4 separate regions of the Mus musculus genome follow, and all the other regions are linked to region 4. The links are chromatin contacts, called in public Hi-C and promoter capture Hi-C maps. All regions are on one chromosome and are shown on one strand. Each heading gives the region's core, a stretch centred on a gene start, on an enhancer-like site or on the middle of the called end of the contact. The rest is flanking DNA. Distances are from core to core; before and after follow the strand shown. Region 1 holds the start of Mapk8 (mitogen-activated protein kinase 8). Region 2 holds the start of Shld2 (shieldin complex subunit 2). Region 3 holds the start of Actr8 (ARP8 actin-related protein 8). Region 4 holds the start of Polr3a (polymerase (RNA) III (DNA directed) polypeptide A).

The links. Promoter capture Hi-C pulls out the DNA fragments that hold promoters and counts their contacts. A called contact is a pair of places that touch in the nucleus more often than the background predicts.
Region 1: a contact with region 4 is called in a promoter capture Hi-C map of pre-B cells. The contact joins the promoter of Mapk8 here to the promoter of Polr3a in region 4. A contact is called at or near these places in 1 of 39 promoter capture datasets (pre-B cells) and 1 of 484 Hi-C or Micro-C datasets (CD4 T cells).
Region 2: a Hi-C map of pre-megakaryocyte-erythroid progenitors shows a contact between it and region 4, with 10 times the contacts expected there. The contact joins the promoter of Shld2 here to the promoter of Polr3a in region 4. A contact is called at or near these places in 2 of 484 Hi-C or Micro-C datasets (CD8 T cells and pre-megakaryocyte-erythroid progenitors).
Region 3: a Hi-C map of the G1E-ER4 cell line shows a contact between it and region 4, with 8 times the contacts expected there. The contact joins the promoter of Actr8 here to the promoter of Polr3a in region 4. A contact is called at or near these places in 2 of 39 promoter capture datasets (the HPC-7 cell line and embryonic stem cells) and 5 of 484 Hi-C or Micro-C datasets (CD8 T cells, the G1E-ER4 cell line and memory CD8 T cells).

The regions. Positions count from the first base shown.
Region 1 is chr14:33,443,121-33,450,306 of GRCm38.p6, reverse strand. It overlaps Mapk8 (mitogen-activated protein kinase 8), which reads left to right and starts at 3,149. Exons shown (of 12, transcript NM_001310454.1): 1 at 3,149-3,292.
Region 2 is chr14:34,306,704-34,313,684 of GRCm38.p6, reverse strand. Shld2 (shieldin complex subunit 2) reads left to right here and starts at 3,168. Exons shown (of 10, transcript NM_001360074.1): 1 at 3,168-3,518; 2 at 4,591-4,645. Glud1 (glutamate dehydrogenase 1) reads right to left here and starts at 2,958. Exons shown (of 13, transcript NM_008133.4): 1 at 2,343-2,958. The coding sequence starts at 2,787.
Region 3 is chr14:29,974,231-29,980,685 of GRCm38.p6, reverse strand. It overlaps Actr8 (ARP8 actin-related protein 8), which reads right to left and starts at 2,349. Exons shown (of 13, transcript NM_027493.3): 1 at 2,098-2,349. The coding sequence starts at 2,220. Selenok (selenoprotein K) reads right to left here. Exons shown (of 5, transcript NM_019979.2): 5 at 5,612-6,210. The coding sequence ends at 6,207.
Region 4 is chr14:24,482,907-24,489,834 of GRCm38.p6, reverse strand. It overlaps Polr3a (polymerase (RNA) III (DNA directed) polypeptide A), which reads left to right and starts at 2,777. Exons shown (of 31, transcript NM_001081247.2): 1 at 2,777-2,962; 2 at 5,313-5,448; 3 at 5,580-5,717; 4 at 6,877-6,928. The coding sequence starts at 2,919.

The DNA.
Region 1 (7,186 bases), core at 1,900-4,399, 9.0 Mb before region 4:
ACTGCAGTGTAGAATGCCTTGGGTTCTGTATGGAACACTCACCTGCTCCAGTGTAGCTGTCACTTATTAAAGAGAGTCGCACTTGAAAGGCTCATAACTCTTCTTTTTGCCTTTTCCCATATCCTTAAACCTTAATCTCTTCTAACCACTTCTCAGACATACAAGCTATGGAGCAGGGAAGGCTGGCCAGTGATGTCAACCTTTTTCCTAGAATAAATTCTGTATGCTTTTTAGTAAGAAAGACAAAGAAAGCCAGGCGATGGTGGCACACGCCTTTAATCCCAGCACTTGGGAGGCAGAGGCAGGTGGATTTCTGAGTTTGAGGCCAGCCTGGTCTACAGAGTGAGTTCCAGGACAGCCAGGCCTACACAGAGAAACCCTGTCTCGTAAAAAAACAAAACAAAACAAAACAAAACAACCAAAAAAAAAAAACAAAAACAAAAAAAGAGAAATACATAACTGAGTATCATTCATCTTGGTTATCCTACTGTATTAGAGAACAATTTGTCTTCTCACCTCTGCTCTCCTGAAGGCTCTGTGTCTTTTCATTAGCATCAGAGGGCCTCCGGGATCATCTCTGAGTTGGGGAGGTGAGGCAAATCCTGTTCTATTACAGGGCCCTGGCAATGAGACAGTAGGCACATGTATCATACCTGCTTGCTGAGGGCCTCAAAATCCTGCCTCCCACAGACAAGGGTTCTTTAACTGGGTGTTAGAAGCTCCTGTCACTTACTGGCACCATAAAGAACAGTTTCAAAACCAACCTCTAATTGAGGTACTTTTGGCAAAAGCTAGAAATTCATAGGCATCCTTCTGCCAAGGGTTATTGATAGAATGCATGCTTGCCCATCTGGTAGGAATTGCAGTTTGGCATCTCAAGGATAAGGAGAGATTTGCCAATGGAACAGACAGGGGAAGCCATAACAGTGGGTCTTCCCTAAAGTCATCCGAAGGAAAAGGCCAGGAAGAGGGTAGAGTGGTAATTTTATGGGGGAGGGGGGAGAGTGTTCTGCCCCACTCTATCCCATATAGCTCCTGAGTAAGCAACACAGAAACATCAGACTTTATTAACAAACTGCTGGCACTGTGCAGGACAGGTTCTGAGCTTTTCCAACCCCCACCGTTAGGATATTAATAATAAGGTAAATGCCCTGTCACCTGCCATCTGAGTCTGGTTCTGCTCCATGTCTGTCCTCAGCTTCTCTTGGCCATGTGCTCATGGTCCATCCTGACTCATGGCGACCTCCTTCTTCCCTCTCCTCTGTCCTCCTCTTGGTCTCTACTTGAGATCCACTCACTCTCTCTGAAGTCCTGCCTTCCTCTGTCCCCTGCCCAGACACAAGCTCTAGCCTTTTATTCACCAATCAGAGATTACTGGGGAGCATTCTTGACAGCACAATGCCCACTTTCAGACTGCAGCCTGATCTTGGGGTGCAGAACTCAGCATCTGAATACACAGTGCACAAGACCAACCCCAACAAAAGGGTGCTGTCTTTGCCACCACAGGGGATCTATACATGTCCTGCAGTACCTTTGACCTATGAACTATAAGTAGAAACATACTCTGGAAGAGAAGAAAGTTTTTAGTAAGAATTGTAGAGGGAGAAGAGGCCCACCTTGAGAGATCAAGAAAAGCATTCTGTGATAAGAGGTTTGTTTGTTTGTTTTTTGTCAAGATGTCAGTACAATCATGCTCTCCACTGCTGAAGACATACCAGGGCCTTCCCATTACACCTGTAATAAAAACACCTCCAACACAGGATTTTGTTTTTATCAGTCTTCTCATTTTGCAATGTCTTCTTTGGTGTCCCAATAGAGCTGGCCTGTCTTCAGTTTTCCCAGTCTACCCCGTTCTGGAACTCCTTGTTCGCACATCAAGTTAACTCGGACATAATCCCTGGTCAAACCTGTTCTCAAATTAGGAGGCAGCTCCTTAGAGAAGGCTTTCCTGGCCTTATTAATACATTGGTTCCTTTCATAGTTGGATGTGTCCTTAATTTGCATTTTAGTGTCGATTTGATTTGGTGTATAGTTTATTATCTTGATACCACAAGAATTCTCTATAAGTTCTACTTATTGCTAGTGCTAGTACACTGCCTTTAAGAGAATAGGCAAGCAATAAAATATTTACTGGAGAAATAAGAAATTAAAATTAAAAAATTGCTGAGAGATAAAATGGGGGGAGAATAAATGAATGAGTGCTCACATTTGCTTCATGATAGCATCCCTGGAGAAAGACCATTTTAACATGTAATGGGAACAGTCTACCTGAATTTACTCAATACATATTTGTATATTTTGGAAATCACAGTATACTACACAGGTGTAAGAGAGACTGCCCTTTATTTCCTACTGTCAAAGCAATTGTCATACTTTTTTTCCAAGTTTAATATACTGTGCATGTAATATATTTTATATAAACGTAGAATCATTCTATATGTATGTGTTGCTTCTTTCTCTTAGTGATATTCTCCGTTGTTGGCGAGAATGCCTTTGAACTCTTTAAAGTGCTAAATATATTTTGCCTCATGAATGATAGTGATTTAAATACCTTTCCATCCATTGTCGAGGCTCGTCAGTTTATCCGTGAATAGTTAATATTTGCGAGAGCCGCAAGGACTTGCAGGTAAATCAGGTAAGGCAAAAAATCTGGAGCAGGAGGGTTTGGGGGGTAAAAGGAGGTAACTTCTTCCAGGGAGCTAGAGAACATCTACTCCTTGGTGGGTGGTAGGCCCTTGAAGAGTATCTGTCAAACCAGGACTCTCCGTGGTTCAGGTGTGTGCCCTGGCACGCGTGCCTGACCTTCAAACACTAACCCCTCCTCCCCGCGAGGCTAGCAACCATGCAGGCTTAAGCTATGACTGGTGTTTCGCCGCCACGCGCCGCCACGTGCCATCGCAGACCCGCCCCCTGCTGCTCCCGGCCCCGCCCCTCACACGCGGCCGCCCAGACGCTGCTCGCGGCCCCGCCCTCAGGGGAAAACCTCCGCTACTGCAGCCCGCCCCCCAGTGTAGCCACGCCCAAGTCGCGGGGCCACGCCCTCGTAATCCGGGCCCCCGGGGCTGGCCCGCCCCTAGGCCGCTCGCCGGCGCGGAGGCGGGGCCCTGCGCGATGACGTGGGCGGGCGTGCGCGTTGACGGCCCGCGTCTCTGTTAGTCAGCGGAGCGGCCGAGGCCGGACGTTGCGGCCGAAACGCGGAGCCGCGAACAGGATTGAGTAGCGGCCGCGGCCACCGCAGGACGGCGCCGTTCTCCGCTACGGGCTTCCAGGTCGCCGTTGGCTGCACTGCCGGGTGAGTGCGCGGGCGCCGCGGCTCGGGCGGCCGCCGCTTTTCCCCGGCCGTGACCCCCTCCCGGGAACGCGCGCGGGGCGGGGGCGGCGCGGGAACAATAGCGCGGGCGGCGGGGGCAGCGGGGGGCGTGGTCCACTCCGCGCGACCTGGCTTCACCGCTCCGGCCGGCTTCCACGTCGCGCGGGGGGAAATGGAGCGGGTGGGCGGCAAGTTCGGAGGTGCTCCCGCGGAGGTCGGGCCGACGCGACCGTGCATACGTCTCCCGCACCCACGGGGAGCGTGTTTTGACTGTGGGCGGTTTCTTTGTGCGGACGTGAGTGCCGCGACGCCGAGAAGAGCCGGGTGGCCGCGAGCGCGCCGGCCTGCGGGCCGCGCCTTGAGAGGGGCGCCTGCCGCTGACCTTTTGACTTTCCCCCGCCGCTGTCCCTTTGTCTTGCGCTTGGGTTCCTAGTCCAGACAAGGTAGAACCAAGTCCATTGTAAAGTACCGTAAGGAACGCATTACATTGTTATTCCCGAAAGTTTCCCATCCCACCGGGAATTTAATATCATGTTGACTGCACAGTGTCCGGTAGTTTCTATTTTTACTTCTGAAATTAAGTGATCTTTTCAGTAGAATTCTGGTCTGCCGGTCTATTGTGTTTTGAGATCAGCTTCCACCAAGTACCTGGTCAGTTAGAACATGTTTATTTCATTCATTCATTTGGCAACAGTTAGTGCTGTATCCAGGTGGAGAAGATGTGAAGGCCAAGAGAAAGACCCTTAAAAATTAGGGTAGTATGGAACAGAATAGATGTGCCTTTAAATGAGACGATTATGTAAGGGATGTATGTTAAGTAAGGTATTTGGCTCATTTGACTGGAACTTCCAAGGATAGTGTTAGGAAGAATATCCAGGTTTGGCTTAAATATACTACCTTTATTCTTAAATCCCACCCCCCCCTTGTCAATTTTCGTATCATTGGTAATGGTTACTTCAGTTCTCTTATTGAGGCTGTTAAACTTGGAAGGTTTACTTCTGTGTCTGACGAAGTAATCAAAATGGTACTTAGAGGCCTATTTTGCATCATTTCCCCATCACCAAGCATGGAAGTCATACTCATTGGGTTGATTGAAAGACTTTTATAGACAAAAATTTAAAATAAAGCCTTAAATTCTCCACGAAGTTTCAGATGTGTCACATACCACTCTCAGTTGGCTAGATCATAAATTAATAGAGGATGTTACCTGTTAAAGACCACCAAAGGGTTTGGAATCACTTTTTCACTTCTAGGTTAACTATTCCTGATTTTTTTCTATATAGTTAATAAAATAGAGGATTATGGCTTGTGTGTATAGTCATAAAAAGTTGAGTAGCCATACTTAAAAGTCAGAGATGCTCCAAACTCTCCAAATGAAACACTTACAGTGTCTTGTAGATAAAGGGGATTTACTTGGTACTCTGTCATCAAAGTTGAGAACTTTGTCCACTTCTAGTATTTTAGGTAAGAGCTTTCTCTAGTCATGTATGAATACACCCAGACACAACAGTGATGTTTCATTAAGAATCTAGCATGATTGCATTTATCTCCCTTAAAAAAACTTATGACGGTGGGTGTGCCTGCATGATGTTTTTGTGGGGTGGGGTCACACATGCCACTGTGTGCATGTGAAAGCCTAAGAGCAACTGTGTGGGCTTCATTCTCTTCTTCCACCTTTCTGTGGGGTCTGGACATGGAACTGGGTTCCCCTGCTTCCAGGAACCTTTACCCAGTGAGCCATATTTATCTTTTTGTGACTATTATTTCACAAGGGTTTCGATGATTTAAGTTTGAAAATCAACATGTAAATGTATCTTACAAATATTTCTAGTAGTTCAGCGCTGCTTAATTTCTTTAGAGGTGCTTACTAGAAAGGTTAAATCTTAACTTGTATTTAACCAACTCACAAAGCATATGGGTTTAAAAATCCAAGTTTTGGTGCATTTCCACTATTTGAAAAGTATCTTTTCAGTATGAAAGTAGTTCAGATGAACTTATTTACTGGTAAGATAGGAATGAAAAAAAATAAGAACATGACTTTGTTACTATAAGATATAGATCTTGAGACAGCAAACTTTTATTGCTTTATCTTGTTAAATATATTGGGTTCTGGAAGGGACTCCAGAATTAAGAAATTATTTGAGTGATTCAGACTCTACAAAGGTTCAGTTAGGTTGTTTTCTAAATTCTGTTGTTTAAACAGCTTTTTTTTTTTTGATACTTAATTCACATAAAAGAGTTACCCTTATAGAGTATACTTTTTAGTGGTTTATTTGTTAATTATGCATTCATCACTACTATACTATTCTGGGTCATCATTTTGCACAAAGAACCCCCACCCCTTTTAAAAATAATCTGTCTGGTGTTTGAAAGGAACAGAATATGTTACCTTAGTGAGTTTTATCAGCATGACAGACTAGGAAACTATATGCTTCCTGCTCCTTGTAATCCTGAGAGAAGTTAGCTGGAAAGGGATTAGTGTAAGAGTAAACTGAGGCACAAATGGTGGCGCATGCTGTAATCCCAGGATTTGGGAGTCCAAGGCAAGATGAGTTTGAGACTGTTCTGGGTCCCAAGCTAAAGAATAAATTGTACCAAAATGAATACAGTTAGGATCATAATCCATGACCAGTATTATGGAAATAGGCTGGAGAAGATGCTAGATGGCAGTGAAAGAGTAATTTGTTGTTAATAACTAGCTGTAAACCATCCTAGTGGTATCGAGGGGTTGCTGAATAGGAGCCAGCTTCTTGTTGCTTTGCTTTGCCTGTCACTTGACAAATTTGAGTCATCTCCATACTTGAGATACTTTACCTCAGGTGTAGAAGTATGTCTGACTTAGGAGTCAGTTCTCTAGATGACTGGTCAAGTCAGTGGTATGGATTTCTGACTGATGTAGGACAAGGAAGTCACAACCTGGAGCTTTACACATGAATCACTTGCTCTTTGAATTGTGATGCTTGTTGTCTCAGTCCTGATCACGGCCTAACCATTCAGGAGCTATGCATTCCTACCCTAATGCAGCTCTGGTTCAGGATTCAGAGTTCACTAACAGGTGACAGGAGTACTGACATGAGTCATCCTGCCATTCAGAGCAGTAGGTGTGCCTAAGATAGTCCAGGAACCTCTGCTTCCTTGTAGTTTGTCTTTAGAAGTGTGGCATCTGCTCTGCAAGTTCTTCGTTGGAGTTGTTGAGTGACTGGAAAACTTCAGGCAAGAGAAGTAAGAATCAGAGAAAATTATTAATTTGTTTCTTATCAGACTTATGCAACGGTTTTTGATAAAAGCTAGATTTTTTTTTCTTGGAGTGGCAAATTCTATTTGCTTCAGAGCACCATGCCTTCTGATGACATACTCTTCCAAGACTATGGAAGATGGGAAAATGGGAAATTCATTATTCCAAGAAGCTTATGGGTTTAAGGCATGGTTACATAGTGAATTATGTTCCTTTAAAGGACAGGAAAAGCCTCACCCTACCAAAGCCTGCTGCAGATCTCTGAACACTTTCGGGGTGTGTGTGTGTTGGGGGTGGGGGGCCTTTGAGAAATTTTTTGCCATTTTCTGTATGATGTAAGTTATATCACAAATAGAACAAATAGCCTACATCTCCTGTTACATCTTCAGCAATATCAGATTTGGTTAAAATTTGCCAAGTTTTTAAAAAAGTTTAGGAACCAAAACATAGGAGGTGGCTAGCATGTCTTTAGGATCATCTCTGAGTCCCACTCCATATTCCACATGTAACTAATTTTGTGACATAGCTAGTTCAGGTTATGCAGCATGTCTAAGCCAGCCTTACTAGCCTTTAAACGAGAAGACAATACCATACTCCTATAGTGTCCCGCAGTTTACTTAGGCAGTGCATGAGACTGCTGT
Region 2 (6,981 bases), core at 1,919-4,418, 9.8 Mb before region 4:
CAGAGGCAAATCTAGTAGCCTCAGTTAAATATGACTTAGGAAAAAAAAAATCACAAAACCAAGTTTTATTAAATATTTACTTGAAATAAAGTACTCACCAGCACTTCCAGGTGGTCTTTACTTTAAACTATCTCTTTTCACTATAGATTAGACTATTGTATTGATTCAGTACAGGATTTATTCCTGTTTTTTGAGATAGGGTCTAACTGAGTGGCTCAGCTCTCAGAGCTAGGATTGCAGCAAGTCACCAGACCTGGTTCAGCCTCGAGGGCTTTATTTTAGGAAACTCAGGTGTAAGGTCGCTGTGGAGGAAAGGTTAGATAGAGAGGGCTCAAGGCTGGGAAAGGGATGTCAAGGAACAGATGAGGTCTCTCGTAATAAACACTGGGAGAGCCGATGAGGCAGGAGGATCAAGAACAAAATTCCCAAAACACTATGAGAAGACAATTCACTTAGGCATGGGACAGGGGGCGAAGAGGCAGTGTGATGTTAAATAAATGTAATGGTTTACTTTGTAGAACGTTACTTTATCTTGCTGTATCATCATGCAATGCTGTTACTGTTAACTAACTACAAACGGGTTTCTCTATTTCTGCTCTGTTCACTCCACTTTGAGCAAGTGCTTTGGTTACTGTGATCTGGTAAGGCTGATGATATTTGTTGCTAGGCTCAATATTTTGCTATTAAAACTTCTGTGACAAGAGCACTTAAAATAATAAAACTACGGCAAACTCAAATTGCTTTAATGACTAACAAGACAGAAAAAACCCACCAAATCACAGGATGCACACCCTCTGTAAAGACAAGGACAGTTTAGCATTTGCAATACAATGCCTCTGGCTCGACAGACATCCTTGTTTGTTCTGGAGGGGGGTAGAATTTGAGTTCCCGGCTTGTGGGGGAAGGAGGGAGGGAGGGAGGGAGGGAGGGAGGGAGGGAGGGAGGGAGGGAAGGAAGAAAGAGGAAGGTGAGGTGTAGGAGAATGACTACCCCTTTTATATAATTTTGAGCTGCATGGGAAATCAGAGGTCAAAGTGGTTCCAATGGCTTCTAGCAGAGGGAACTACAGGGCTAAGGGACAATTAGGCTCCAAAGGGAGATCCTAGACTTGGGTAGACTCAATGCGAATTTGGTAAATCATTAAACCTTTTGCCACAACCTTTGTTCCACCACTGGGAACACCATCACAGCCCCAGTTTTTCCAGTGCAGAAACATTTCTATAGTTTTTAGTCAGCTGGTAGTAAAAAGACTACTGGACAGAACCGAGGCAGACAAAGGTCTAGTCCTGCAATTCTCAACCTGTGGGTCCCCCGTAACCCCTGAAGGGGTTGCATATCAAATATCCTGCCTATTAGATATTTACATAACTACTCCTAACAGTAGCAAAATTACAGTTATGAAGTTGCAATGAAATGAATCACTGTTCTAGTCTAACCTCTGCTCACTTGCCAATTCAACCTCCATCAAGACTCCTACTCAATACATTAAGTTTAAGCAACAGAAAAAAGGTGGTTTTTCTTTTAATAGTCTTTTTTTTTTTTAAAGCACCTTTAACGCTGTATGATTGTGTACTGTAGTGGAGAGAAAATGAAAAACGTATTTTTCTTCCCTAAAAAAAGGCTGTAAGCCAATCTACACACATCCCAAAAGTTTAAACCACAGGATACCCTGGTAACTACCAAATCTAACTGATTCAACTCCCTAAGGACTCTACCTTTTGCCTAGGCTCAATTCTGGTACTAGCCAGGACAAGAACACACCCCCAGGGCTATTTCATTCTATTGGCTGGCAGGCAGTTCTGTAGTCTACACCCTTTAGATTTAATGTCAGGTCGCCCTGTTTGTCAGAGACCTTACTCTGCTCGATATTTTACATTTTCCAAGGGGAGAAAAGAGGCACAACACAAAAAGCCATCAGTGTAAAATTATAATAATTTAGAAGATTAGTAAGCTGCGCTGGTTAATCAAACTTTCAAGATTCCAACTCCAAAAAGAAGATAATTTTTCTCTGTTCTTGTATCGTCGGCTGCTGGCGTTAAGGGTTCACGGTCTATGACATGACAGGCACCGAGGCTAAAGAAAAGCTGTACAGTGTCCTCAGTGAAGTCAGCATCAACACAAGCAGAGGCTTGGGGTGAAGACTTGCCCAGTAAAAAGGCTGGCATATTACGTGGTAGTTTTAGGGCGGAAAAAAAAAATCAGTATCCTCTAAGGCTGCCACACCCGAGGCGGGGGAGCCCGAAGCGGGGCACGGCCTGCAGAACTGGGCTGGGCCGAGTAGCGGCCCGGGCTACGGGAGTCTGGAGGGGAGGGAGGACAGAAAGGGGCCGGAGGGCGCTCACCTCCCTTGCAGGGCGTGCGGTGCTGGCTGTGCTGGGCCCGGTAGCCTTCGATGACCTCCCAGGAGCCGTCGTCGCGCCGGATGGGGAAGGAGAGGCTCAACACATGGTTGCAGGGCTTGATGATCCTCAGGATGCCGCGCACCCGGTTCCGCTTCTGCTCCTCGCTCTCCCGGGTCTTCAGGTCTTCCACCAGCTTGTCCTCTACGATGCTGGCGCCGCGGTCGAAGAAGCCCTCCACCATCTTGAAGAAGTTGGGGTCGTCTTCGCGGTCGGCGGCCGCTTCGCTGTAGTGGCGCCGGGCGACCGGCGTGAGCCCGGGTTGCGGGGCGGCGGAGGGCTGTCCGCGGGCCCAGCCCAGCAGCGCGGCTGAGTCTGCAGCCGCAGAGCCCAGGGCAGCGGGCCCGGCGCGGGACAGCAGCAGCGCTTCGCCCAGACGGCGGTACATGGCGGCGGCGGCGGGCTGAGGCGAGTGCGGCGGGAGCTGTAAAGACCGGAGCTCGCAGGCCTGGACCGCGGGGAGGAAGGGCTGGGCGCGAGCTGCCCTTTTAAGCCGCGGCTTCCTGCTTGTCTGGCTGTCCCCTCCCCTGCGCCGCTTGTCGCCCCACCGGGAGGACGGACTTCGGCGGCCGCGCGCCGCCCAGGGCGCTGGGCCTCGCCTCCGCCGCGGCCTTGCCCGGCCTCCAGGCGGCGGCGCGTGCGGCTGCGGCGGCGGGGGGCGCGCCTTTGCAGATGGGCTTGGTGCGCATGCTCGCGGGCGGGGGCGGGGCTAGCGTGGACGCGCGCGGGCTGCGGCCCGGAGGCCTGGGCTCCTGAGAGCGGTCGGACGCGGCCGCGGCCCGGAAGGTCGGTCCCGTGTGCACGCGCGGCGGCCTGGGAGGTGGAAGCGGACTGCAGGGAGGCCTCGCTGGCTGGCCAGCAGCCCCGGCCGCATGAGTCACCAGGCCCCTCCTTTCCGCCTTGGGCCGGAACGGTGTGCGGATCCGCTGCGCGGCCGGCCGGAGAGTGACGCCGCGCCGAAGCCGAAGAGGCGCGGGGCAAATCCCGACTCATCCCGAATCCGACTGTTGAGGAACCGGGAAAGCAAGAAGCCTCAGGACAGGAGGGAGGCCCTGACCCCACAGGCCTTTACTTTGCACAAGGTTTTAATTTGTTGTAGGCAACTTCAGCGATTTTGAGGTAAAACAGTTATGCAAAGCATTGTTGACTCTTTCGCGTGCCACTTTATTTTACCTTTTTTTTTTTTTGAAAAGTCAGGGCCCCTGTAGCCCAGGCTTGCCCAGAACTCATGGGAACTTGCCTGCTTCTGCTCCCCCAGCCCACTCCCCTGAGTGCTAGGATTACAGGCTTGAGTCAGCACACCCGCACATAGTTGTAACTCCACCATTGACTGAGTGTGTGCCCCTCTTTTGGAATCACGTCCTAAAGTAAACTAGAAATATAATGTCTCAGTATATATATTTAATTTCTGCGACTCACTTTATGGATCAGGCTGGCCTTGTCTGAGTGCCTGAGTGCTTAGATTAAAGGAATGTGACATCCTGTGTGTGTGTGTGTGTGTATATACACACACACATATATATACACACATATATATACATATATATATACATACACATATTATTTAAATGGTCTAGGATCTGATTACTAAGTTATAATTTTCACAATGGTAGCCAGGCTTGAGTGCTACACTCTGGGAACCCCAGAACCTGAGAGGTGGGGGCAGGAGGATAGAGTTTGATTCCAGCCTGGGCAACATGAGATACTCATTTTTCTCAAACAAAGCTACAAGAAAATCCAGTTGAACACACACACACACACACACTAACATCCTTTAAGTCAAGCTACCTATCACGTGCCACATTACTAGTAAAATCACCCCAGAGTGCCTTGGCGATTTTGTAAACCCTTGGACTTTGTGACACTATTCATCTCTTACATGACTTTATTCATCTACTAAGCATGAAAGAGAAATTCTTAGTTCTTAAAATGTTTTGTACACGTGAAGTGACAACCTAGACCAGTTAAGTTGCATTCATTTATCTCAGCGAACTCTAAAGCAATATTGAGCTTTCCTTCCCAGTGACTTATATCTTATCTTATTTGCTGAGTGATAACCGTTAACTGTATTTATTATGTATTAATATTAATTACATCAATATAAACAGTGGTTGATATAATAAAATATAGTTATATTTGTAATAAACAATAAATGATAACCATTAATTATATTTGTATTGTGTTTTTTTAGCAAAAAAGATTCTCCGGCCTGCAGCATGATTTTGGCTTGATGTGAAAAGATTAAGGTACCAAATTTCCTTTTCACTTGATAATATTATCACTCTATGATTTTATATTACACAAAACAAAACATTCTACCTAGAACCTAAAGTTTCAAAAGAATAAGACTCCCAAATCCTGAGGTTTAAGCATTAGCCTGACTAGTGTCTGTGAGCACATGGAAGCATATCTTTTGATATATTGTTGTTTTGAAACAAGAGTCTCACATTATAGCCAGGCGTGTCTGTAGCTCACTGTGTAGCTCAGTGGGATTGCCTGTTAAACTACCATATCAATTTTCTTTACTGATAGTCATAGCCTTAAAAAATGTTTAATAGCTGGGCGTGGTGGCTCACACCTTTCATCCCAGCACTTGGGAGGCAGAGGCAGGCGGATTTCTGAGTTCGAGGCCAGCCTGGTCTACAAAGTGAGTTCCAGGACAGCCAGGGCTACACAGAGAAACCCTGTCTCGAAAAAACAAACAAACAAACAAAAAACAAGAAATAAGTTTAATATTACTTTTTCTATGCTTTAGTTACCTAAATTGAAGACATTTTTCGAAGGGAGAAGAAATATAAAGAAATATAACTGTAGAAGTTATTTTATTTAAAAAAAATTCATATCTCTTGTGTGTTAGTATGTTAAAAATAGATAAGGTCTATGGTGCTGTCTGTAATCTCAGCACAGGAGGAATCAGGCTGAAGCAGGAGGATTGCCATGAATTTAGGCCACAACATTCATGTCACATAATGAACTCAATAGCCAGAAGGACACTGTCTTAAGGGGAGGAAGGGAGGAAGCAAACAAACTTAGAACTCTGAGAACCTGAGAATATAGTTTTTTATTAAAACATTTTAGTAATGTTTTAACATTACATGCAAGTTACACAAAATATAACATTACATGCAAGTTACACAAAATCTAACAATCTAATGTTTTAACATTACATGCAAGTTACACAAAATCTAACAATCTAATGTTTTAACATTACATGCAAGTTACACAAAATCTAACAATCTAATGTTTTAACATTACGTGCAAGTTACACAAAATCTTGGTAGGTTTTAAAAATTAGAGTGAGCAGGCATGTTAGCACATGCCCATGCTCTTTGGCAGAGTCAGGGTGATCTCTGATTTGGATTGGAGCCTGGGTTATATAGTGAGGAACCCTCCCCCCAACTCTCTCACATCCCCCAAGAGAAAGAGTGAACTTCTCCAGGCCCGCCTCTTTAACCCCTGTTTAGAACACAGATGGAGTTTTCCTTTCTTCCAGAAGGAGGTACTGTGACTCCTTACTTACAAGGACAGCCTGAGGCTTGGGGGCACATTGTTGGATGTTCCCCTATCTAATAAGTGGGCGAAGAGTCAAACTTCATATTTGACTCCAAAATTGTTATCTTTTCTTATCCAAAAAGCATATATTTGCTCTACTTAATTTTACATCTGACTGCTGTGTAAAGTAGACAAATAATATCCAAATTACAATTTAATTATGCATAGTAATTTCCATTTCAAAAGGAGACCAAAATTTAACTTGAAAGGAATTTTAGTCTTTGATGGCATTCAACAAAGACCAATTGGTTTTCTGCCTTTGGGGTTGATACAACTTTTCCTTGCTATTTTACAATCTTGCTCTGTTCTTGATTCATAGTGTTCTTTTGTGCTTTCAATTAGTTGAAAAAAGATTTTAGAAGAGAGCTGGAATTTATACATATAAATATATGAGCAAAAATCATTGGATGAATTATTTAGTTTGAAGGGCTGTATACGTTTTCTATTCTGTACATTTTATTTAAATGTAATCAGTATATGATCTTTAGAGGTTATCTTCTTTCACTGAACATGTTTTAAAAGTATATTCATTGATGTAGCACGTGTCACTCTCCACTTTACTGCCTGGTTGTACTTCTCTCTTTCATGATCTATCACTGAGCTATACCCACAGTGTCACACTTCCCCCACCCTTCAAGACAGGGTTTCTCCGTGTAGCTCTGCTGTCCTGGAATTAGCTCTGTAGACCAGGTTGGTGTTGAATTCACCTGCCTCTGTCTCTGGAGCCCTGGGATTAAAGGCGTGTGGCACCATCACCTGGCTATGAACATTTTTGTAGAAGTTTTTGTGTAGAAATCTTTTCTCTGTTCTCTTAGGTGTCTAGGTGGGAAGTGTAGGTGTGTGGTAAGTTTGTGTTTGCCGTTTTGAGAAACTATCAGATTGTTTCTGTGATTGAACTATTTTAATACCTGTTGTCCTTGTAGATGGGCTCCCATTTCTCCTCACCAGTGTGTCTCTGTCCTTTTGATTATAGCATCTAGTGGGTGTTAAGTGGAATCACTGGCCTGTGCTTGAAGTCTGATGATGTTAG
Region 3 (6,455 bases), core at 1,100-3,599, 5.5 Mb before region 4:
AAACTCAACAACTCTGGAGCATTCAGCAACGCAGCTCCCTCTGCTGGCAAGGTTCTCTCCTTCAGCTCCATCTAACTCCTCCCCTCAGGAATGAATTAAACATCACCCAGAGTAAGTGTGATGGTCCCTTCATTATATGATCGTAGAGCCTTCCTCCTTTCCAGGACGTACAACAAACCCTAGTGAAGAGGGCGTGTCTGTCTTGTTTCCTACCCAGTCTCAGTACATGCTGTCAGTGTCACTGTGCTATGGAGGACATCTGCCAATCGAAAGGGCAAAACACATGAGGGACACCTGGACGTTATCAAAAACCCACGGGCTTCAGTATATACGTGAACGAAGAACATCTAGAGAAGCCGGGTGTGGTGGCGCATGCCTTTAATCCCAGCACTTGGGAGGCAGAGGCAGGCAGATTTCTGAGTTCCAGGCCAGCCTGGTCTACAGAGTGAGTTTCCAGGACAGCCAGTGCGATACAGAGAAACCCTGTCTCGAAAAAACAAACAAACAAATAAACAAACAAACAAGAAAGAAAGAATAGAAAATGCAGTTAAGTATGGACAATTTTTATTTTAGTAATTATGTATTTTAATGTGTTAGGAAAGAAACCTAGTAGTATGCCCCACTCATCATTTCCTGGAAATTATTCATTCCTTAACCCAAGACTGAGAAACGTCCATGAAGCACAAGTGCCCCAGAGGGTATGGGATAGTCAAAGCACGTGACGAGACTCACTGGAGTGTAGAAAAGGGACCGGAAGATATGCTATAAATTCAGCCTGCCACTTGCTCTGATGCAGCCCCCTACACCTCATCAAGTTCTTGTGAGGATGCCAGAGTTAGTCAGGCAGCCTGGATGTAGAACTGTCGGCCTTAGAGAACGCTAACTGTTCAATCTGAAATCCACCATAAAACTGTAAACCTGGACGTGCTTAAAACAGTAAGGTTTTGTTTTTTCCTTTTTATTGGTAACTCAGCTGAGTGGCTCTCAAGTGTAAGCTCTGCAAACGAAAACGTTGTAGCACAACGCCATCAAGTTAGCGTCCCACTCCAAAATTCTCCACTAGCTTCGATGAAGACGCTGGGTTACGAGCTTGTGTGGACACTGAAAATCTCTACCGTCTTTCTCTATTCTAAACAGCTATGTCTCCAATCCTTCACATCCTCTCCAGATCCAAGTCTCTCTTCCCCAGAACCTTCCTAACGCTGCAACCTTTTAACACAGCTCCTAATGTTGTGGTAACCCCCAACCATAAAATTATTTTGTTGCTACTTCGTAACTGTAATTCTGCTACTGTTACGAATCATAATATAAATCTCTGATATGCAACCCCCAAAGGGCTTACGACCCACAGGTTGAGAAATGCAGATAAACCTGGCATAGCTCTAAAACCATTCTAACCTCACCCTAAATCTCTAGCCTCCTGGGACCTCTGCCCTCCTGTCGAGGCTGGAAGAGAGACATTGTGGGTCCTCTGAACTAGCCTATCCCACACACCACACTATGCATTTTACTGCAGCCCTACCAGTTAGATATTTCAACCCACCTATGGGAGAGGAAGAAGGTTCTGAAATGGTCCACAGGAAATCCTCAACGGCCGATCCTTCCCTATTTCTTCTGGGAGCTGTGCACTGCCGTGGCCCATTTCCCTATAGGAATTTATTTCCTTTACTTATCAGTAAGCCCTGGTGAGTGAGAGTGTGAGCCATGCTGCTCCAAGTTGTTTACTTAAACTTGTGCTGTTATTGCCATATTATTCATGTCTATTTAAGGAAAGGCTACCTTTTTCCTGCTTTTAAACGTGAAATGACTTGCACTGTGAGATTTGCAAACAAAGAAACTGGTTAGAGCCCTAACCATCCCTGAATATCTGCTGGCGTCCCTGAGAGCCAGGCCGTTGCTAAATCGTGACGTCTTATAGCTGAGACCTGGAGGCTGTGCACCGCGGCCTTGGCTTTGCCCTGCACCGCGCTACTTTGCACAAGGAACCTATGGGAGGGGACCCGGATGCTTCCGGCTCCGCCCGGACCCTGGGCTCCGGCCAGCAGCAGAGGCCCAGGCTAGCAGTGGTCTAACCAAGGCCAGCCCCCTGCACCTCACCTCCTGCAGCGACTCGGGGACCAACGCGGGTACGATGGGCCGCTTCACGCCGCGCTGCTCCTTCTCCTTCTCCCCGCCCTTCTCCTTCCCGTTCTCCGCGTCCCCCTTCTCGGCTTGGGTCATCTCTGCCACCGTGGACCACCACCAGCCCCGGGGCTCTGGGACACCGACGCCACAGCAGTCAGAGGAGAACCATTGCGCAGGCGCGGCGTCCCCTGGCTGCCCACAGTCAAAATGGCCGCCACCGGCGTCGCCCCTAGAGAATTCTGGGAACGTGGAGGGCATGACAGGGTTGGAGTTTTGGTTTTTCCTTTTTTTTTTTTTTTTTTTTTTTGTTTTTGTTTTTGTTTTGTTTTTGGTGATGATGGGGATTGAACCCAGGCACCATTGAATAGTGAGCATGTTCCTATTACCAATGAGCTACATCTCCAGTGTAATACAGTTAATCAATTAAATTTATTTTTAGCCCTGGCTAGCCTGGAACTTCCTATTTAGACTCACAGAAGTTAAAGGCTTAAGCTATCTCACTTAACCCTAATAAATTGAGTGCTCCGCGCGAGTCTGAGGTTCATCAGTCTCATTTTGACTCCACAGGTCTTCACTCAGAGGTTCCATAATATTGCTAGTTCTCAGTTCGTTGGTCCTGCTCAGATCGGCCTCTGATTGGGTTCTTTGGGACTCGGTCTCTTCTTGACATATTCCTTGAGTAACTTATTTGAACTTCATGCCTTTACCCATTTGATACCTATACATAAGATTTCTACAAATCATTGCAAAGTTAAGATTAAATACAGATTTGGTTTTTTGTCTTTTATTTTGAGACAGAGTTTCTCTATGAAGCCCTGGCTGAACCTGGATCTTACTTTGTAGTCCAGGCTGGCCTCGGACTCACAGAGACCCTCTTGCCTCTGGCCCCAAGTGCTGGGATTAAAGGTATGTGTTACCACCTCCTGGCAAATATGTAATTCCTAATTCCCATTCACCATAGGAGGTGGGACAGGGCATGACAAGCCCCCAACAATAAATCAGATATGTAATTTGGCTGCTCACCCAAGCCATCACAAATAGTCAAGTGACTAAAATTATCTTGAATTCATTCACTTTTTTTGAATGTGTTGTTACTTAGCCAACTCCCGCTGGATGACAACAGCAGCCTCTAAGATGGGGTTCCTGTCTAGTCCAGTTCCTGATCATCTATCCCTACAGCTGCTCAGCGTTTTACTGCAAACTAGTCTGTTGTGGCAGCGTATACATGCCATTCCAACACTCAGGAGGATTGCCTCAGTTTATGGCCAACCACCTCCAAGACTTTACTTGATCTAATGCTCATCATTTGTGTGTGTGTGCGTGCGTGCGTGTGCTGTATGCCCACAGAGCCAGAGAACATCAGGTTGTCCTCATTTATTGCACCACAATACTTCTTTGAAACAGGATTTCTCAATAACCTAGAGCTCAGCTGATAGGCATTGAGCCACGAGATCCCGTCTCTATCTGACACCTGGGGTTACAGGTGAGCACAAGGTATTGGCCAAGCCTTGTTCTATGAGTGCTTTGATCTGAATTCAAGTCCTCAAGAGAGCACATCTTATGCTCGTACCTACTGAGCAAGCCTGGACCACCCACCCCCCTCCCATACCTGTGGTCTATGAAGCTATATTTGATCTTGTTTTGTGTGTGTGTGTATACATTCTTGCATAAGGTGCATATGTGGAGGTGAGAGGATAACTCTAAGAAGTTCTTTCTCCCACACAGGTCCTAGGAGTAGGGTCAGTTAGGCTTGGCAGCCAATGTCAAAGCTTGGCTTTATCACCAGCCCACATACCTAATTTCCAGTGTGGTGTCTGGCTGGATTGATTTAGCTCTCCCCACCCCTGCTCCAGGGTGTCATTTCATTATGGTTCCTTAGACCTAGGGGCCGTTGGTGTGCAGTTGTTTTGTCTATGCACTTTCTCCAACGCTACAATGAAGCTCCACGAGAAGTGTGCTTCTGTAAGCCTCAGAAGACGGCGAGAACACAGGAGTCAAATGACCTGAGCTGGATGTGGGGAGCGTCCCTGGGATCCCATGAAACTGAGATGGGCAAGAGCATTTTGAGTTCAAGGTCAGTTTGGACTGCATGCGACTGTCTCAGTAAGCCAACACAAAGTCCAGTTTAGCACAGTCCATCTTTATTTTTCAAGACAGGGTTTCTCTGTGTAGCCCTGGCTGTCCTGGAACTCACTTTGTAAACCAGGCTGGCCTCGAACTCAGAGATCCACCTGCTGCTGCCTCCCGAGTGCTGGGATTAAAGGCGTGCGCCACCACTGCCAGGCTTTGGTCTACCCTTCCTGATTTCCTTTCATAAGTGACAAAGCATGACTCAAAATTATAAGCTACTGGATAAAGGCAAGTTTCAAATACAGGATATACCAGAGGACAGGTCCTGTGTTACAGGCTCCAGTACTCAAGTGCAGAACAAATCTGCTAAATATGAGTTGCATGCAGGGACTGTGGGGTCCTGAGAGAGGAAGTCAGAACTAGCAGCAATCCTGACAGTCAGAAAAGGCTCTTAGATCCCAAGCACAGAGAAGCTACTGCTTACACTAAGTCACCTTCAAAGGCCATGCTCTTCTTACTACAATATTTCTGCCACTCACAGCCACACAATCTAGGATGCTGTGGAGCTCTAAGCCCTCACGTTTATTCGTATAATTTAAGAATCAACTAAAAACATAAAAGAGGTTGAGTATAACTGAGTGTAGAACTGTTCTTACTCCAAAACTTACACTTTTCTTTCTCTTTCAACACCAGTAGCTTGTGATACTACATCCCCATTTCTGATAAGTAGATATAAATAGCTTTCACCTAAAAACTTGGTTTCAGCCTTTGTACACTGGCATATACTGTTATTACTTTTATAATATTCCAGGGCCTATTTTATGTAGTCACCGTCCACAAGACTAGGGTAAGCTAAGCAAGCTGCGGCTCGCACATGCGTAACCTTAGTACCCCGGAGGCAGGCAGGCAGCGCTCAGGCTCCAGTTCAAGGCCAGCCTGGGCTATAGTTTGCTTTTGTTAGTTTTTCAGAACTTAGAAGTCCCTGGGAAGAGGAACCTCAGTTGAGAAGATGCCTTTATCACACAGCCTATAGAGAAGTCTGTAGGGCATTTTCTTGATGGATTGTTGTGTGAGGACCACTGTGGGTAGTGCCACCCTGAAGGTGGTCTTGGGTTGTACAACGTAACAAGTTGAGCAAGCACTGAGAACAAGCCAGTAAGCAGTGTTCCCCATGGTCTCTGCCCTAACTTCCCTCCGCGATGGACTGTGAGCTATAAGATAGCAAAAACAGAAACAAAACCCCTTTCCTCCCCAAGTTCCCTTCGGTCATAGTCTTTGTCACAGCAATAAAGACAGCAGTGAAGTCCATGGGTTTCAAGACTGGGGAGCATACAGTCAGTCATTTCAAGCTCATTTCTGATGACTGTGGCCTTATAAATATCCTGACGGTGTTATCTAATAGTAAATCAGACAACATGCATTTACAAAGTAAGTATATTAAAGATTAAAAATTCAAAAGCAAATTTACATGTACTACTGAAATAATTATGTTTTGGTTTATTTATAAATGAGAGCAAAGTAACAGTGAGCAGTATTTCAAAAGCTGAGAAAAGGCAAAATTAACAGAACTATATACACTGGAGAAGGGGGTGATGGCTTGGAAAAGCCAGACAAAAACAAAACCAATCAAACAAAACCAACCAAACAAAACTCCAGGACTAAATACATGGCCTTTATTTCTTCCGGATCAAAGATTTTGGGTATGATCATATAAAGACGAACAATTAAGTTTTGCAACCTAGAAATATTTACTTCTTAAAACTATATTAATACTTTAGTAAACTATACAAAAAAAAGATAAGGAGACAAACATGTACATTTATAGAACTGCGTATCAGTCAGGCTAGATCCTGCAGAGGGAATTCCCAGCATGACCTCATTCATCTGTGGGGACACAGAGCAATCCTTGTTTGGACATACACCATCTTCTCCTGCACGAGCCGCTCTTCACCGCTTGATGGCTTCCTTCTACACGTGTGTATGTCTAGTTGTCTGCTTCTCAGAGCAGACATTTACCTAAAAGAGGTTAACAGAATTAGCTCCTGCTTATTAAACTGGATCTCTCTCTCTCTCTCTCTCCCCCCTCTCTTTCTCTCTCTCTGGCATGTGTATATCAGCATTAAATTCTTGAGGGGTAGAAACAGTGAAGAGAGCTGGCCATGAAGCCAAGGAGGTCCAAGGAGGTAAAACAAATCTTTTCTCAACTGATATTTTAATAATAAAGTCAATAAACTTCCAAGAATTAAGATATATCTTGGGCT
Region 4 (6,928 bases), core at 1,528-4,027:
GTAGAGGAAGGCAGATCTCTGAGTTTGAGGCCTACAAAGAGTTTTGGGTCAATCAGGGTTGCACAGTGAGACGCTGACTCAAGAATAAAATAAAGTGCCGGGCGGGCGTGGTGGCACATGCCTTTAATCCCAGCACTCGGGAGGCAGAGGCAGGTGGATTTCTGAGTTTGAGGCCAGCCTGGCCTACAAAGTGAGTTCCAGGACAGCCAGGACTACACAGAGAAACCCTGTCTCGAGAAACCAAAAAAAAAAAAAGAATAAAATAAAGTAAAACTTGTCTCCAAAAAAGTTCATCTTGAAGGCATTTAAGAAAGCCATTGGGGTCGGGGTGGGGTGGGGGCTTTGATCAGGGCGTAAAGTAAATAAATTAATTAATGAGAAAAAAAAGGCCTTTCAGTCAGCATCCCTGCTTTACACCAGGGAAATAGCAGAAACCTTAACTACTCACCCCTATTGCATTGACGTGACACCACGAGTTGCTAGTGACTTTTTCATAAGGTTTTTCGTGTGTGAGGCTTTAGGTTCTTTAAAACCAGACCTTCGAAGCCCATGCAAGGTCTTGAAAAATCCATTGCATTGCCAAGAATGATCCTGAATTCCTGATCTTTCTGCCTTCACCTCCCAAGTGGGGCACCACACCTAGCAGTTTATTGGATTGGAAGGGAGGATTGTGGCTCTTTTGGCTTTGAGACTTTCTGAGAGTCTTTTAAAAACTTGTGAGTTTTTAAAAGACTGGTTTTTATCCAGCCAGCCTGGATGACATGGCTGGATCCTGGCTCCAGTTAAAATTTTAAAAGAACTGAGGATGTAGGTCCACTCAGTGGCGGAACACTGTCTAATATGCAAAGGCTCTGGGTACAATCTACATTGTTCAGTATGCAATGGCTCTGAGTTCAATGCCCAGCTCTGGATGGAGAAAAAAAAAAAAAAGAAAGAAACTATCTATTTGAACCAGCTGTGGTGGCATACACCTATGAATGACCACACCAATCTGTGAAGTTAAATAAGAGGATTAGCCAAGAACTTGAGGCTATCCTGGGCTACAAAGCAAGCACCAACATACCAACTAGGGTTACATAGAGAGAACCTATCTCAAAATATATTTTGGGTTTTTTTTTGTATGTGTGTGAATCTCTGATCTGACACAAAATAAGCTTTTAATATTGCCTGAACCAGAAGTTAATGCTTTGCATAAAGTGGAGCAAACATGAATTAACAGCATTATTCCAAGGGAAATACCCGAGTACAGGGCTTAGTGTGCAGAGGAGACCAACCTGCACTTCTGCCTGCACACACACAAACACACACAAGTATGTTAAGTCCCCAAAGCAGGCCCCCAAACGGCAGTGCTGACGGCACTATTTTAAAGTGATGGTCTGGACCCCACCAGACCTTGCTAGGAAACAGACTTAAAGCATTTCTCAGAAGCCCTTAACAGCTGGCTGAAGGCTCCTGGCTGTATCTGTCAGTCTCCTCCCTGCCCAACAGAGTTCTCATGCTAACCACCGGGATTTTCTGAGCTGGCCCCACTCCAGCCATATAAGTCCCTAAAACCTAGCAAGGCTTTGCTGCTGGGAGCTGTCTTCTACTGTTCTTAGTGGTGGCCTGGCAGTTGGTTTTGTTTTGTTTTGTTTTGTTTTGTTTTTGAGACAGGGTTTCTCTGTGTAGCCCTGGCTGTCCTGGAACTCACTCTGTAGACCAGGCTGGCCTCGAACTCAGAAATCCACCTGCCTCTGCCTCCCGAGTGCTGGAATTAAAGGCGTGCGCCACCACGCCCGGCTTCTGGCAGTTTTTAATAGACCGTTCTTTCTCTCCTTGGAGAGCTGAAGGGTTGGGTGGGTTTTTGTTGCATCTATTTACAAAACACACAATTCAAAACGAACCATACATATATATTACATATGCTGTGTAAGAATAAGCGTGTTTATATGTGTTTGTATATATGTTTGTACACAAGTATGTAAATAGATATGTAAATTTACTTATTTATACCAGGTGGGATGTAACTGAGCACTGAGAGTATGGAGACAGGATGGCAAATTCAGTACCCGTCGGGACTATATATGGAGAGCCTTTCTCAGGAAACAACAACAACAACAACAACACACACACACACACACACACACACACACACGCGCGCGCCGGTCCTTGTTTGATTTTTTTTTCTATTTGATGTAACTTTTTGACCTTGAGATTTAAAAAAAAAAAAACAAAACTGCGGGGCGTGGTGGCGCATGCCTTTAATCCCAGCACTCGGGAGGCAGAGGCAGGCAGATTTCTGAGTTTGAGGCCAGCCTGGTCTACAGAGCGAGTTCCAGGACAGCCAGGGCTGCACAGAGAAACCCTGCCTTGAAAAACAAAAAAACAAAAAAACAAAAAAACAAAAAACAAAAAACAAAAAACAAAAAAAAAAAACAAACAAAAAAAGCGGTCCATCCGTCTCTTCTGCTGTTTTTTTGTTTTTGTTTTTGTTTTTGAGACAGGGTTTCTCTGTGTAGCCCTGGCTGTCCTGGAACTCGCTCTGTAGACCAGGCTGGCCTCGAGCTCAGAAATCCGCCTGCCTCTGCCTCCCAAGTGCCGGGATTAAAGGCGTGCGCCACCACGCCCGGCCTCTTCTGCTGTTTTGAGAAACCCACCTGAAAAAGCCATTTTCCCCCACTGATCTGCGCGGCCTAGGTGCATTTTCGTGAAGGAGCCGCTAGATGGCGATCTAGAAGGAGGGCTCAAAGCAGCGTCTGCCAAGCCTCTCTTCATAAAGTCCGGCGGCGGAAGAGGAAGCGGCACGTGCGGCGCTCTACGGTGGCCGGGGAGGCTGCTGCAGCTTCCTTACTCCTAAATACCTAAGCACCCCGGGAAGGTGCGGCGACAGTGGTTTTTGTAGTCGCAGCTCCGAGAAGGGCGTCCGGCCAGCCGGCACCATGGTGAAGGAGCAGTTCCGCGAGACGGATGTGGCTAAGAAAATGTAAGGACGCCCCCGAAGGGGTGGGGGTGAGGTGGAGGCTGAGGTCCCGGGTCCCAGAGTGTCCCAGGAGAGGGACAGTTGTTAAGGGAGCGAAGAAAAAAGTTCCAGGATGGGATTTCAGATCCTGGGGTGGGGGGTGGGGGATCCGTGAGGTATAGCGGGGAAAGTGCAATGGACGGAACAGTGTCAGAACGGGCATTCTGGGCGAAGATGCCACCTCCTGAATCCCTGCGCTGATTACTCTCAGCGGACCTCTTCCTCTGGCACGAGGACACAGTTGTGTGCTGACTCAAGGTTGTCAGCTAGAAAGTGGCAGGCTCAGAAACCAAGCTGCTCTTCTGGGCTCTCTGTTTCAAAGCTTAATTATTAAGCCCTGGTTGTTTGATTTTTTTTTTTTTTGGCGGGGGGGGGGGAGGCTAAGGCGGATCTTTTTGCTTCTTCAACTTACATAAGAGAATGTACTGAGGACAGTGTTGTGCACTAAAGGTCCCGCAGAATGCAGTCTTTCTGCTTGGTCTGTTGTAGAGTAGACAAATCAGCCATGATTGTGGCAAATGCAACGACCAGCAGAGAGGAGACTGAGAGCACCAAGTAATGAATAAGTCTGGGCTCGGTGCAGACCAGGCTCCTTTTAAAACACGTACTGGAGGGACAAGGTAGACTGATAGACGTGAAGCAGGGGACTTACACTATGTGAGTCTTGCAAGGCGTGTCAGACTTTTGGAGTGTTTGGCCAGGACAGAGTTTGAGGCCATGGCAGGGATCTAGACTGGCAATGATGGTGACTTGAGCTGGGTCCAGGGCTCTGAGGTGGATGTGGGGACTTTGGAGAGAAGTGAACTTAAAGGGGCATAGGGCATAAAATGGAAGAGAGAAGCAGAGACAGAGGTAAGAAAAATGAGACTGGAGGAACTCTGTGTTACTGTTCACTGGGACAGGTGTCACCTGGGTGACCTCCGACTGTTCTCAGTCCACCATCTCAGTCCTTCACACGCACCCTATTCACATGAAAGGATCCTCACACAGCAGCCCAGGGATGCAGAGCCACAAGCCAATAGTTATGCCACTCAGGCCAAGGCAGGCAGTCAGGAGTTTGAAGCTAGCCCAAGCTACAGAGCAAGACCCTTCATTTCAGATGCAAACTAGATCTCTGTCACCTGGATCTTCCAGCAGCTCTTGGTAATGCTGACACTTGATTCCCTCCTAAATCCCAAGCCCTGGCCCCTGCAGGCCTTACTGGGCTCATCTTGTACCCTTAGCTGTCTGTGCCGCTTGCCTGTGATTCTCTGGTGATGCCCAGTGCCTGTGGGCCAAGGAATCTTTACCTTCTGCTTCCTATCTTCATTCTCCTATTTGCTCTGTCTGACTTAGAATTCAGCTGGAAGATCACCTTTGCAGAGAGGTGTTCTGACCAGACCCTGGTGTCCCATCAGACTGTACCATCATCCCATGTTATTTTAATTCTCTCTATCTTTTATGAACAGTTAGTGCTCCTACCCCAACTCCAAACAGATAAAGTCTTTTATTCAAAGCAGCACAGTATCTCTAGATGAACTCTTTGTCCATGTAAGTTGTTACTTGCTTGTGTTTCTTAGAAAATGGCAAAGGGGAGGAAGCCTGCACACGTTTGATCTAGATGTAACTTTTCAGATATTCTGAGTTGGAGATGCCCATGCCCAGTCAACTAGAGGTGGCTGACGTAAAGAGATTTCGAAGACGTCTATATATACAAACAAAGGGCATCCCTGGGAGGATTGTGCAATGAAGAGGAGGAAGGGTGGCACCCAGAATGGTGGGGGGGGGGGGTGTCCAATATGCAAATGATAGCAGTGGAAGAAGATACCTCAAAAGACCCAAAAGGACTAAATGAAGACAGTAAAGGAGAGTATAGGCCGGGTGGTGGTGGAGCACGCCTTTAATTCCAGCACTTGGGAGGCAGAGGCAGGCGGATTTCTGAGTTCGAGGCCAGCCTAGACTATAGGCTACACAGAGAAACCCTGCCTCAACCCTCCTCCTCCCCCCAAAAAGGAGAATATACTGAGAGGAGAGGGGCACTGAAGGTGTAGGGAACCTGAAAGCAGAGATAAGGAAGCAAGTCCAGACTGAGAAAGATAGGTTCATCACTAGCTTGCCCACCAAGGGAGTGACCTTGAGAGCAATAACGTCTCATGAGGGAAAATTGAAACTCTTTCCCGTAGGATAAAGGGTTGAAGACCCAGTTACTAAACTCTGTCTGGGTCTGGTGGAACGAGCCTGTCCAGGAGTCAGAGGGCAGGGTGGTTTTGGTTGTGTCCATGTGTGCCTAGATCCATGGGCTTTGATACCTTTCTCTGGTTTGTTCCCACTGCAGAAGCCATATCTGTTTTGGAATGAAGTCCCCTGAGGAGATGCGCCAGCAGGCACATATCCAGGTTGTCAGTAAGAACCTGTACAGCCAAGACAACAACCACGCCCCCTTGTTGTATGGAGTGCTTGACCATAGAATGGTAAGGCCCTGTCCCTCCCAGTGTTCCACAGTTGACACGTGAAATCGTTGGTCCCAGCTGGCTGTGAGTTAGGAAGATTGGGCCCCTTTCTTGTGCTCTCCACCAATGGCTGGGTGTTCTTTCCTCCAAAGGGTACGAGCGAAAAAGATCGTCCTTGTGAGACCTGTGGGAAGAACTTGGCGGACTGTCTCGGCCACTATGGCTACATTGATCTCGAGCTACCGTGCTTTCATGTCGGGTACTTCAGGGCTGTCATTGGTATCTTACAGGTGAGCGAGGGGTCAGGGACACTGGAGGGAACCCAGGAACTGTGGCTGAGGAGGGGTATATCCAGAAGTTTCTATACTGTGCCCATAGTATTGCAATCTTGCATTATGTTAAATTCCTTACAGATTCTCTAATGTTCTGTTTCCCTTGAGAAAGCAATAGCTGCAGAAGAGATGGCTTACTGGGTAAGGCGTTTGGTGCTAGTCTGAGCACCTGAGTCACTTGCCAGGTCCCGCGCTGTTGAAGGAGAGAGCTGACTCCTAATGTCCTCTGATCTTCACACATAAGCTGTAGCTCACACTGAAATAAATACATGTTAAAAGAAAAAAAAAATCTGCCCAACTGAAAGTGGTAGTTTATTCATCGCAAGCCGTGCTAAGCTAGGCGTAACATATACTGGAACCTTAGCACTCAAGAAGCAGACAAGGAGAATCTCAGGTCCAAGACCAGCTCAGGCTGTGCAATGAAACCTGTCTTAAGGTTTTAAAAATCCAGATTCCAACTGTTAAAAACTATAGGACTGGTGATGTGCACGTGTAATCACAGGGCTAGAGAGGCAGAGGCAGGAAGATTGCGAAACTGAGGCTAGCTTGAGACGTGAGTTCAAGATCAGCCTGAACTAAATAACAAAAAAAGATGGTAGGGTAGCTAGAGTTCATTGATATGCATGCCTAGCATGCCTAAGACCCGAGGTTCAATCAAACACTGTACAAAAATAATAACAGTTCCAACACAGAAGACACAAAGAAGAATACAGCAACAAAATCCTGCCATCTGGCCTTGAGCACCGACAACATCCTGGGAACACGGGCTGCCATGATGAGTAGATCTTAGTTTGTGATAATCCATTCCATGTACACAACAAAGCAGAGACATTTAGTAGTAGTGTTTATTTATTTTGTGTGTGTATATATGTCTGTGTGTGTATATGTATATATATTTGTGGGGGGAGCCACTCAATGGGGGTCAGAGGATAACTCGCAGGAGTCAGTTTTCTCCTTCTACCTTGTGGCTCCCAGGAATTGGACTTAGGTCATCAGGTTTGGCAGCAAGCACCTCACCCAGTGATCTATCTCAGTAGCTCCAGAGGTGACATTTTAAAGAGGAAGGATTTTTTTTTAGCCTCTTATCTTTGTCTCCATTCTGCTTAACCTTTGAAAGATGATCTGCAAAACCTGCTGCCACATTATGCTGTCCCAGGAAGAGAAGCAGC